Linked DNA regions of Anas platyrhynchos: region 1 is linked to region 2. A link is a contact called in public Hi-C data. All regions are on one chromosome and are shown on one strand. The core of a region is the stretch at or near the end of the contact, and the rest is flanking DNA. Distances in the headings are between cores, read along the strand shown. Region 1 holds the start of LOC113843797. Region 2 overlaps IFITM10 (interferon induced transmembrane protein 10).

The links. A called contact is a pair of places that touch in the nucleus more often than the background predicts.
Region 1: a Hi-C map of liver shows a contact between it and region 2, with 5 times the contacts expected there. The contact joins the promoter of LOC113843797 here to the enhancer-like site in region 2. A contact is called at or near these places in 3 of 8 Hi-C or Micro-C datasets (liver, skeletal muscle and subcutaneous adipose tissue).

What each region holds. Positions count from the first base shown.
Region 1 is chr5:27,979,536-27,985,215 of IASCAAS_PekinDuck_T2T, reverse strand. It overlaps LOC113843797, which reads right to left and starts at 1,711. Exons shown (of 8, transcript XM_072038519.1): 1 at 1,177-1,711; 2 at 31-193. The coding sequence starts at 137. It overlaps SYT8 (synaptotagmin 8), which reads right to left. Exons shown (of 9, transcript XM_027459394.3): 2 at 5,291-5,419; 3 at 4,769-4,926; 4 at 4,351-4,446; 5 at 3,988-4,155; 6 at 3,689-3,856; 7 at 3,432-3,549; 8 at 3,186-3,319; 9 at 2,650-3,100. The coding sequence starts at 5,402. The coding sequence ends at 2,867.
Region 2 is chr5:27,936,394-27,942,542 of IASCAAS_PekinDuck_T2T, reverse strand. It overlaps IFITM10 (interferon induced transmembrane protein 10), which reads left to right. Exons shown (of 3, transcript NM_001310795.1): 3 at 750-910. The coding sequence ends at 899. Among named protein-coding and RNA genes, the nearest start is that of DUSP8, 3.9 kb to the right of the region's middle. Within about 2 kb of position 3,197, at least 4 of the 8 cell types and tissues checked have an H3K27ac peak or open chromatin away from gene starts, as enhancers often do. A contact at or near this core is called in subcutaneous adipose tissue, where this site is marked.

The sequences.
Region 1 (5,680 bases), core at 462-2,961, 44 kb before region 2:
CACCCCCCACGCCCAGCCCTGGGGCTTTACCGTGGGCAGGGGCACGATGCCAGCGCCTGTGGGGCCGGGACCCCCGTCTCGCACCCCAGGGAGCAGCAGCAGCGGGGCAGCCTGGGAGATGTAGTTTCGGGAAGCATCCCGCTCTTGGCATTTTTATTTATTTATTTATTTTTAAAATCAACTTTCTTTCTCTCTGAAACCACAAAAAATGTACTGTAAAAGAAAAAAACCTACAGCCTGCATAACGCCCTGTAAACCCAGGAGCTCGGGAGTTTTAGAGGAGGAACTCTTTGCGTGGCAAAGTTTCACCATAGGTTTTTGAGATAAATATTCATTAACTAGCATCATTATAAAATGGGCACACTTACTCCTTGTGAGAGAAGCTTAGATAGTCTCCAGTGCTCAAAAACTGTGAGACCAGCCAAAAAAAAAAAATTTTGAGGCTGGAGGACAGCCAGCACATAGCCAGGCTGAACGATGACAGCCCATAATCATTTTTGTCTCACGGCAGACGAATGGTGACAAGCATGTATAATGCTCAGCATTCGCCTGGTACAGCTCTCCAGGCTGGTTTCCTAAAGCACAGGGACCAATAATCATAAAATCACTGAGTGAGGGAATAATTCACTGGGGAGGGACTCCTGGAGGTCGCCTGCTGCAGCCCCAGCCCAGGGCATGGCCACCAGCGGGGTTAGATCCGGAGCGAGGTCCTGCTCAGAGCCAGTGTTCATTTGTAGAAGGAGACCTCATGAGGAGGCCAAGCTCTGGCTGGGAGCACAGATGGCCAAGCCCCAGATCCCAGCACGTACCTGCCCTGCCCTCTAGATGCAGACACGGGAATCCAGCACAGGCACAGGCTGAGGTTGGTTTCCCTCTCACCCAGCAGTGCTCCCCATTGCGCCTTCCACCAGGGCACCCTCCTCCTGAGGCTCATTTCCACGCTCAGCCCTCCCAGGAACATCGCTTGGGCAGGAGGCATGGGGTGGGCAGGGGGACAACGGGCCATGGGGACGTGTTGGTGGGGATGTAAGGAGAGGGAAAAGCAACACCAGAGCTAGAAAGCAGCCCTGGCAGGGCATTAAAAGCCAGAGCTGAGTGGATACTATCCCCACCCAGGCACCTTTCCCTCTTGAGCAAACACCTCTGCCGGTGGCTCTGTACCTCCCCGAGGCTCACCTGGGGCAGCACGGAGCCTGCCCAGCTGGGTGCTCGCTCCCGGGGTCCCCAGCTGCCCCAAAAATCTCCCCCAGAGCTGCTCCCTTCTGCAGAGCCCCTCCCAGCTCGGTTTAAGGCTGAGGGTTTAATTCACCCAGTGTCCTTTTGCAAGCATTTCTCAGGTGACTGATTTCCTCCTCCATTTCCTTAAGGGCAGCCAGATGATGCTGTTTTCCCAGCAGAAGCCCCACTCTCCTTGTCACAGCCATCCCAAAACAACCCTGTCATTCCTCCCCTCACCACGGCCGCAGCGAAGCCCGGGTAACATTTATTAAACAGCAGACATGGTGGCTTTTTATAGTTAAGCTCAGGTCATTAATCTCTATCGAGAGCTTCCATAATCTTCTCCAGCTTCACCGTATTTGTTTAACTCTCTCGTAGTCACTCTGCGGAGCCGGGGATAATTGCAGATTAACCGCTTTTCAATATTAATGGCTCTTCATTAATGCTTGGGGCTCTCCCCCTCCAGAGCCCACGGCTTCCCACAGGCTGCCCAGTGCAAATTACTTTCCTTTTGTTTTTTGAGGCCACATGCAGTGATACAAGCCCAAATCTCTGCCGTGCTGTGGCTGCTTTGATGCAGAAGGCCAGGAGAAGGGAGGTTTTCTCCCAGAACATTTCAGAGCAGGAGCAATCCCCTCAGGTGGGAATGGGAAGGGGTCAGGCACTATCTGAGCCAATCTGGCTTAACTCTTCTCAGCTGAAGCAAAGAGGCTCTCCCTTATTAGCTCCTTGAAATACTAATTCGGGGAGCTAGGAGGCTCCTGGGCTTTGGAGTTAGCCCAACACAGGGAGCTTCCACCTGCAGAGGGCTCAGAGGAGCCACCCTGTCCCAGGAGGCATCTTTCCTTCCATATCCCACATTTATCTCAAGGCCCCTCGAGGCAGGACAGGGGAGCACAAGCAGACTATGCAAAACCCACCCTGAACTGAGATGAGGGCTGCAGCCCAGCCTTCATCAGCACAGGGTGGCCAAAGCATAAAAGCAAGAGGACAAGGTGCACGCTCAGCACCACCCCACCCCAGCAGCACCTCCAGGTTTGGGGTTAAAACCCTATGGACTCAGCTCTGTAGGACCACATGGGGGTGGATGGAGCCAGCACTGCAGGGTCCTTAGGGATGGTTGCTGGTGAGTCGCAACCCCCAGGACACATCTCAGGGTGCACAGCCCAGCACGGGCCAAAGTCAGGCCAGGAACAGGCTAAGAGTGAAGCTGCATGGACAACCAGGGGCTGATTTCGCTGTTTCTTTTAGCCTCTTGCCAGGACACAAAGTGTGCTGATCACAGAGTCAGTAAAGAGTTAGTCCTGTGTCTCCAATGCCTTCCTTATCAGCCCATCCTCTTCCTCTCCCCCCAAGCCTCTTAGGGTGGTTCAAGATCTTGGTCTCAGTTAAAAACCCTCAAAAATTAAGTTAAAAACTTTAAAAAATACCCAGGGACTCGGTGTTTTCCAATGAACCTTTCTGTATTTGTCCCCCCAGCCTGCGAGGGGCTGGGACAAGCCGGACCCATATCCACACCTTCCCCTCCAGCATCCCCCCGGTGCAGAGCAGCCCTGCTCTGGCATTGCCCAGGGCACGAGCTGCACCAGCAGCCAGCTCCTCTCTTGGTCAAGAAGAGCCCTCAACCCATTTGGGGCTCTCACCCCCTCTATCTGGTGGCCAGGGGCAGCTTGAGGTGGGACTTCAGCCCCAGGGCTTTGTCCACCACGTCGGCGGGCTGCAGGCTGTGCCACTGGGCCAGGGGCCGGCGCGGGTTGGCCAGCATGTCGGACCAGTGCCGCAGCTGGTTGCCCGTGGCCCGGCAGCCCAGGAAGAGTTTGCCGATGGGCTCGTTCTTGGTCACTCTGTCGTAGTCCCAGACAGAGATGACAACATCCACGTTCTGGTGGAGACAGGAGAAAGAGCATCAGTCGGACCTGCACCTGCCCAGGGACCTGCTCAGAGCTGGGCACTGCAGGGAAACCCACCTGAATCTGATTGAAAGGCACCTCAAACACAAACACCTCATTGAAGTAAGGGCTCAAGGTGTTTTTCTTCACACTTGTTGTCTTCTTCTTCCATTTCTTCCTGTTCAGGATGAGATGCACCTTGACAAAGGGATCTGAGGAGAGAGAGGGGACAGTTCCACACCAAGATCTGCAAAGCCCTGAGAGCTCTTGGTGCTATCATTAGCACCAGGTAGGGAGCCGTGAGCATGAGCAGCCCCTGCCAACCTGCCAGCCCATGGGAGTCCATCCGTTTCAGCTTCTTGGCTTCCAGGATGAGCACCGTCAGCTTGCCGGTGCTGGGGACATAGCGCAGTGAGAAGCAGATGTCTCCCAGCCGCTCTTGCTGATGGAGACATGAGCAATGAGCAGGGGTACCCAGCACAGGAGGTGCTCTCGAGGCAGACAAGACCCAAAGCTTTACCTCCTTAGAGGTTGGCAAGAGGGACAACAACATGTCCCTCTCGGGGGCTTTTCCCACCAACCTCGACTTTGCTGGCCATGGCCAGGTCACTCCACTGCTCGATGACGTGCTGCAGGTCGACGCTGGCCAGCGGCAGGCGGACCTCGCCAATGGTGTCGTGCTTGGCGAAGCGGTTGAAGTCGTGGATCTGCATCACCAGTGTGGACTCGGACACCTCTGCCTGGGGCAGCTGCAGGGGAGGACCCATGAAGGATGGGGTGACACACACAATGACAGCAAAGTATCTCCCTGCCTGGAGAGCAGCACCCATGCACTGCTCCCGATGGGATGAAGGAACCATCAGCAGCCAGGGCGTCCTACCTGGAAAGTGAAGCTCTCGTTGAAGACAGGGCTCAGGGTCTTGCGGTAAACCTTGGTCTCATACTTCTTCCTCATGTCAGACGTCAGGTAGACAATAACATAAGGGTCAGACGTGCCCCCGTTGTCCATGGCCTTCAGATCAGCTGCTTGCTTCACGCCGACCTTCAGCTTGAAAGAACAATGCACAAGGTCACCGCATGGAGGACGATGGGGAGAGGTGAAAAGCAAGCGAGCTCTCAGAGAAGATGTCACCACACCATGTAAGCATGAAAGCCAGCAGGGTAGGGACAGCAGGGATGGATGTCTGGGTCCTGATGGGCCATGGAGGGACCATGCAAGAGCCCAGCCTCACAGCAGCCCCACCTCCTGCGCGTGGAAGTTGTACTCCAGCGAGTACTGCAGCTTTCCTCGCCCCGTCTGCTCCGGGCCCTGCTCCAGGTCCTCCATCTCGGGCTGGACCTGCAGCAGAGATTAGCACATCCCTCATGGTGGGCTCCCGAATGCTCAGGTGTGTTCCCATGCATGGGTGGGACCCCCAGCTCTGTTCCCAGCTCATGGGGACCAAGCTGAGCGCTCACGTCCCCACTGTCTGTCCAGGCACAATGCACCGTGCAGACCAAGATGCTCTAAAGGTGAGGTTTAAAAGAGCCCCCCTCCAGAAATCCCAGGTTGCACATCTACAACCAGTCCCACCACTCTGGGGACCTGGGGGGACGATGGGCAGCACAGGGCAAACCTCCTGCTAGGAGGGTGGTGGGGAAGAGGGGAAAGCAGAACGCACAAGGCTGGCTGTGGTGGAGCTGCTGATGGCATGCAAGGTGACTTTCTCCTTCTTCTTGGGCTTCTTCTTGGCACAGCAGCACCTGATGATGCAGATGAGGAAGAGGAGGAGCAGTATAGCCACTGCCAGCGCCACGGCGATGAGTGCCCATCTGGGTACTGGTGCAACAAGGTGGACAGAAGAGTTAAAAGCAAACAAAAACATGCAGAGTGCATTTATATTCCCCTCCTAGCATTACAGCATTACAAAGTTGCATTTGGGGGGCTTGACCCTAAAATCCTGAAAAGACCCAATACTGGCAGGCTGCAGGCAGAGACTGTGCCTGACATGGGTGACAAAGATCTCTCCTGGGGAGGTGTGGGGCTGCTCTGCAACATCCCTGGCCATGGTGGGCCTCACACCCCTTTGGAAAATAGGATTTGTAAGGGGGGAGAGGAAAGGATGCAACCTGAAACAGAGGCAGGGCCCCTAGGATAACGCTTCCCAAGGGAGCAGGACAAGAGCAGCCCCAGCTGTACTCACACGGGATGCGGCCAACGAAGCCACTGAGGAAGCCCGGCGGAGCCGTGGTAGCCACGGGGCTACCGGGGAGCGGGGAGGCTGTAGCCCCACTGATCCTCAATGCCTTGGCCATGGAGAAGTGCAGGTGATCTGGGGAGGCAAACAAAATGAACAGGGTGGGGATTTCCTTTCCAGGAGCACATGTGCTGCTGGTGGCGCAGAGATTTAATGAGTAAACACAATTAAAATCCTAAGATAAAGCCCAGAGTAAGCATTTAGGGCTCGGCTGCTTTGGAAATGAGGTGTGAAATGGAGCAGAGCTGTTCCCACAGGCAGGACGGTCTCTGCTCGAGCTGGTTTTTCATTTAATCCTCATCTCCCCTCCGTGACCAATTCCTTTACTTCATTGCA
Region 2 (6,149 bases), core at 1,948-4,447:
GCCCTGGGGGCTCGGGGAGAGGCACAGTCCCAAGGATGCTCCCACCCTGCTGCGGGAAAGGCAAAAAGGAGCAAAAGGCCCTGCTCCTTCCACCCCATGGCCTCTGCGCTCCAGTTGCCAAGGGCTGGCTGCGGGTTTGGAGAGGGGCACGGAGCCCTGCGAGGAAGGGGTGGGCAGCACCCCTGGGCTGGGGTCTGCTGCTGGCATCCCCATCCCCTGCCTGGTGACCCCGTCCCCTGCCTGGTGACCCTATCCCCTGCATGGTGACCCCATCCCCTGCCTGGTGACCCTGTCCCCTGCCTGGCAGCCCGGAGGAGTGTGGCCACACACCCAGCCGGAGACCAAGATGAGCCCGCGGGTGTCCCAGCCTGCAGGATAACCAGACAGCACCCGTGCTTTAGGGCTGGAAGTCATCGGTGGAGATGCCCCCAGCTGCAGGAGAGCTGCAGAAGGGGCTCAGTACCCCAGGGCTGCCAGCCCACCCTCAAGCTGTGGTCGGATCCTGCACCAGTTTTGCGCGCTGGGCGCCTCGGTGCAGCAGGGGGCACCCAAACGCCCCAAAACACCAGCTTATGGCCCAGGTGATGCAAGCCCCAGGGCTGCCAGAATGGTATAGCACAGTGGGGAGGATGCCGCAGCACCCAGCTCTCCCTGGGGATGCACTGTTATTTTTTAGTACTTTATTCCTGTATCGCATAGTAGCACAATACATCTCCCAATTACTTCTCTTTTCTTTTTTTCTGTCTCAGGTCCGGGATAAGAAGCTCCTCAATGACTTAAACGGGGCTGTGGAAGATGCCAAGACTGCCCGGCTTTTTAACATCACCAGCTCAGCCCTCGCCACCTTCTGCATCATCCTCATCTTCATCTTCCTGCGGTACCCCCTCACCGACTACTAGCGCCAGGCCAGCAGCAGCGGCCGCCGCCAGGATGCCTCTATGCCAGAAGTGTCTGCAGTTGTTTCCTGTAGCAAGGACACAAAAAAATAAAAACAACTCCACCTTGATTAAAAACAAACAAACAAACAAACAAAAAAGTAAACACATAAATAAAAGTTAAATGAGTTTATCAGCCCAGCTGAGCCTACTCTTCCTGGCCATAGACAGCATTTGGGCTGCTGTAGGAAAGGGTTTCGCTGGTACAGTGGTGCAGGGAGGAAGGCAGACTGAGAAAAGCTTATTTTATGGCAAATAAAGCTGTGTGACGAGGGCACTCGGAGCTGAGAGCTGAGTGTGGCTCGCAGCTGCCAGTATGGCCCTGGGGCTCTGTGGGCTGCAGCCGGGGCTGGGGGCACGGCCGGGGTGCAAGGTGGTGGGAGGAAGGCAACGTGCCCAAGACCCCAAGGGATGGCAAGGCTCAGAGCATGTCAGGCATGCTCAGGCTGCCCACCACCCCTCCACATACCTTTTATTTTCCTTTTCTGATGCAGCTTTGTTGAATTTCACCCGTCGGTTGAAATAACTTACTGTCCCCGGAGAGCCCCAAAGCCTCCGGATGAAGCCCAGTGTGTTAAGGGCAGATTTCTTCTTGGGACAGCCCCACAGTGCTGAGAAGGAAGGCACCTTCTGGGGAAGTCGCACACCCCCTAAACCGAGTGCTGCTGTACTTCTGTAAGACGGTCAATAAAGATACCTCCGATGTCTGGTCTGCTGCGCTGGCTGCTCGGGTTGTCCTCCCTTCTCCTGCTCTGCGCATGAAGAGAAAGAGAAAAATGCCTCAAATGAATGGCAAGGCCTGGCCTGAAACCCAAAACGTGTGGGGCAGATTTAGGTGTCACTGCAGGACTAAAGCAGGAGGCACCTCCTGAACTAGCAAAAACTGGGGAAGCGCATCGCCCGCTGCGAGCCCTGCGGTGGTTTTGCAGGGAGCCAGCCCCAACCGCTCACCCTGCTCGGCACATGCAAAAAAAAAGTAATATAGAAAATCAGGTAAAATCAGGGCTGGCAAAATGGGAAGCAACCCAAAGGCAGCCTCTCCTGCCTTTAACCGGCGTGACAAATGGGCTGCCAGCATCTTCCCCCGACGGACTGCCTCTTTAATGAACCAGGGGGAGCACAGCACTGACTCCGCAGCATTTTTGCATGCACAAACTGTCAGGGATGGACAGGGTGGACTATTATCAGCAGCCCTCACGTTTATTATTTGTTGCTGGCAACACCCACCTTGTACGAGGCATCTCTGTGCCAAGGCTGAAGTGTGCTGCGGCGGGGCTGAGGTGCGCTGCAACCCTGAAAATTGGTTGGGTCTGTCTTTATTTTATTTTATTTTATTTTATTTTATTTTATTTTATTTTATTTTATTTTATTTTATTTTATTTTGTTTTGTTTTGTTTTGTTTTGTTTTGTTTTGTTTTGTTTTATTTTATTTCTGATTTTATCTTTTATTTTTATCTTTGAGGGAACAAAGGAAAGAAAAGCAGCAGCCAAATATGACAGGTACTCTCATCGTGTGTTTTTTTTTTTCTTTTTTCCCAATTGTACAGGAAAATTCTGGAATTTCAGGGTTTGCCAAGGCTGCCACCCAACATAACAGAAGGGAGGATTTCAAGGGCTGCTTCTCTGCCTTTTCACTTCTGCCACTCACAACTTCGCTGGGCGCTCTCCAGCTCGCACCTTTTTTTGGCTGCGAAGCCGCAGCCTCTGTTGCATTCAGCAGCAGGAGTGAAAACCAAGTGGAGGGGGAGGAAGAGAGGAGCCGTCAGATGCTTGGGAAGCCGTTTGGTATCGGGAAGGAGCGATGGTCGCATTGCCACATGGAGATTTAATTGTATTCCTCCAGGAAATTTAGCTTGGCAGGTTGATGAGGATTTCTTTTTTTTTTTTTCTATTTCTTTAGCTCAAGAGGGGGGAAATGGGAAGGAGGGGGGGGAGGAGATTATTTGCCACTAGTCAGTATTGTTAGGTGGTGCCTAAAATATTGCTCCTAGTTTGGGGCCCCCATACATGACAGGCTTTTGGTGGGGGCTCAGGAAAGGCTGCCGAGGCTGGTGAGGGAAGGAGAGGCTGAGCCTGGAGAAGAAACGGCTTCAGGGAGGACCTCGGAGCATCCCCACCACCCAGCAGGAGCTGATGGAGACACGGAGCTGACTTCTTACACACCACGAGGTCCTTCCCAGACCAACATCTGCTCCTTGTGGTCTCTGCAGACCGAGGAGCTGCAGCTCCTGCCTGCCTGCAGCCGTGCTGCGGGATGCAGGCAGAGGGCTCCCGCACACCGCTCTGCCGTGATCCCTGCAGCCCAGCCCCGTCAGCAAACCAAGGAGGACGAGAAGGTGGCTTTGGGCACCAGGAACCTCTTGAAATCACCCTGCGAGACCGCACGGGGCAGAGGGGTGTGGGTGCCCTGGTGTGTGAGCAAACACGGCCACGCTTACGCAAGCCCCGGGCTGGGTGATGCCACCTCCGTGCAAAGGCTGCCGAGCCAGTTCGCAGGCAAATCCCAGCTGGGTTAAACTGGTTTGGATTTCCTCCCGGCAGCAAACGTGACCCCGTGGCTCTCCTACATCTACACGGGCTGGCTGTGATAAATAGGGCAAGCTGCAGCGTGGCGCTGGCGGCTCATTCGGGGAGCGACCTCCCAGCCCGGCCCAGCAGCTCTGCGTTCCCACGGGGGCAGAGCTGCCAGCCCCCAATTTTGCATCGACACCCAAATTACAGCACAAAGGGGGGACCTTCCCAAAGTCCCCTCACCACTGCGTTTTCAAAGCTGTCTCGTTGGGCTTCGCGGAGCTGCAGCCACGCCAAGTGCCACTGGGTCCTGGTCGGGCTTGGGAGCTGGGCACCGAGGCACCGCTGGAACTGCAGACCTGCCGATGCAGGGGGAGAAGTGGGGTGCTGATGGAGCTGCCTCTGCTCCCCTCCCCATGCCGGTATTCGGGGCAGGATCGTGCTGCACAGATCCTGCGGCACCCAGCTCGCCGCCCGGACCGGTGCGGGGAAGGAGGGGGAGGCACAGATGGCAGCAGATGCTCTCATCAGTGAAAACGATTTAAGCGACGTAGGAAACAACAACAACAAAATCCTAGCAACTGGTGAGCAGCTGAACAAAAACCTGCAGAGGGGCAGGGAAAAAGGGTCTGGAGCTGACAGAGCCCTCACCCCTGCGCTCAGCCGGGCTGGTTCATACGCAGCAAGGAGCAGTGGGAGAAGAAAGAGGGAAGACCATGCCTTGCCCCCAAGGAGCATGGGGCAAGGATCCTTTATTAAGGCCTGGCTGTACAGAAACCAAACCATTTAGCACCTCTCTCCTTCCCCTGGCCCCGTCCTCTGCCTCCTGCTGCCCTCGGAGGTGTGAGCGTGACCCCGGGCAGCTTCTGGCACGCCAAAAAGTGAATTCCTCACTCGGCCTCACTTTCCAGGGCAAAGCCACGTGAGTGACCACAGCAGTTCAGCCCGCAGGGAGAAGGGCCAGCCGTGCTAAGGGTTGTCACCGCAAAGCCTCTAGGAGAGCTAGCTGCCACCACCAGCTTTGCATCCTGCAGCGTGCTTGCTCCATGCCCAGTACAAAGGTCCCGCTCCTCCCATCCCCTGCCTTTGACCCCTGCTCTGTGCCAAGGGAATTTACTCAACGCACGACTTTGTGCTGCCTTCCCCTTCTCCCTTTGGCAGCAATGCCTGGCAGCACAGAGCCAGGGCTGCAGAAGGAGCACTGCTGCAGCACGGAGAGGAGCAGCACGGTGTGCAGACCCCCAGCCTCACACTGCTGCAGTCGACCCACTGCGCGCTCGCTGCTTCTGCTCCATGCACGCGCCGCAGCCAGTGCCCTGGAAGTGCTGAGCCACGCCAGGCACGTGCAGATATTTTTCTTCTTGGGGAAACCAAGACAGATAGATACGCTGTGCAGCTCTCCCTGCGAGAAACGAGGCTGCCTCGTGATGCTGCTTGGGGCTTTGGCCTGCTCACACACTCTGCAGAGCGTGGTGACACCGTTTGGGGCTTTGCAGGAGGCAGGCAGCAAGCGGGGCTCCCCCGGGCATCGCTCCTCCACGCAGGCTGCGCCAATAGCCCGGCACACAGCACCAGCCGAGAGTAAAAAATGCACATATTTGTGTGTTTAAAGCAAGTGCAGGTTGGTGAACAAGTCTCTCCTTTTTTGACGGACTCGTCGGTTTGGCAGCAGTTTCTTTCTCTCGGTTTTTAGTTTCGCACTTGGCCTGCGATGGCAATTACGGGTCTTGGAAAACGTTTTAGCAAAAACTATTACGTGTGCGAGCGCAACTTGCATTCAAACCACGTAGCTGGGATGCAATCAATCTTCAGATGCGCCTGAAATCTGGGGAAGAAGAAAAAGCAGAGTGAGGCAAAGAGGGCGAATTCTTTTTGAAGTGCTTTTTATCCGAAATAAAGCGCTCCCCGTCAGCAACGAGCAACTGGCCCCAGTGTTTTTGCTCATTCTGAGCATGCTGGGGAGGGGGGACCTGGCCCCTGGCGGTGACAATGGCTTCACATCTGGTACATGGGAGCCGGGAGCACGACGCTGCTTTGTTCTGCCCGTGTGTGACCATCACAGCACCGTCACAGCTCTCCCTGCTTCATTTCCCCTGTGTGACATAGGGATGATGAGGGTCTGGTGAGCATGGATGAGCCCCCACAAGCCCTGCCCTCGGCTGAACTCCGTGCTGATGGAATCGCAGAGCGGGAAGCCCTTGTCGGCGTAGCCATAACCACGACTTTCAGGTCGGACTGGGTTGGGATCTAAATTGGGTTCGCTCGAGGCTTTGGGAGTCAGGTGAAGTTTTGCAAGCCTCCCTCGCCACCTGCTCCCGGCCCCTGCAATCCTGGCAGTGGTTTAGCGCCCATGAATCATTTGTTTTGCTTTCTCCCCTCAGCCCAGCACAGCAACAGTGGGTGTGGGAGAGCTGCCCAGCCGTGGGCCTGAGCATCCCATAAGAGCCATGTCCCCCGCGTCCCCTGGCCAGAGGAGCATCTCCCCCTTTCCTCCTGTTTGCTGCTTGCTCTGCAGGTCAGATCTCAGCAGGAATTAGCAGCTCAGCCTGTCCCTTTTTTTTCCTTCTTTTGCCCCTGCAAAGGCATCTTTCTTAATTTCCTTAACCCACGAGTGCTCCAGAGCAGGTAGAGAAGCGAGGCCCTGTGCTAGCACAGCACCTTCCCACCAGATGTGCTACCAGGACCTAAACCCACACAATTTAG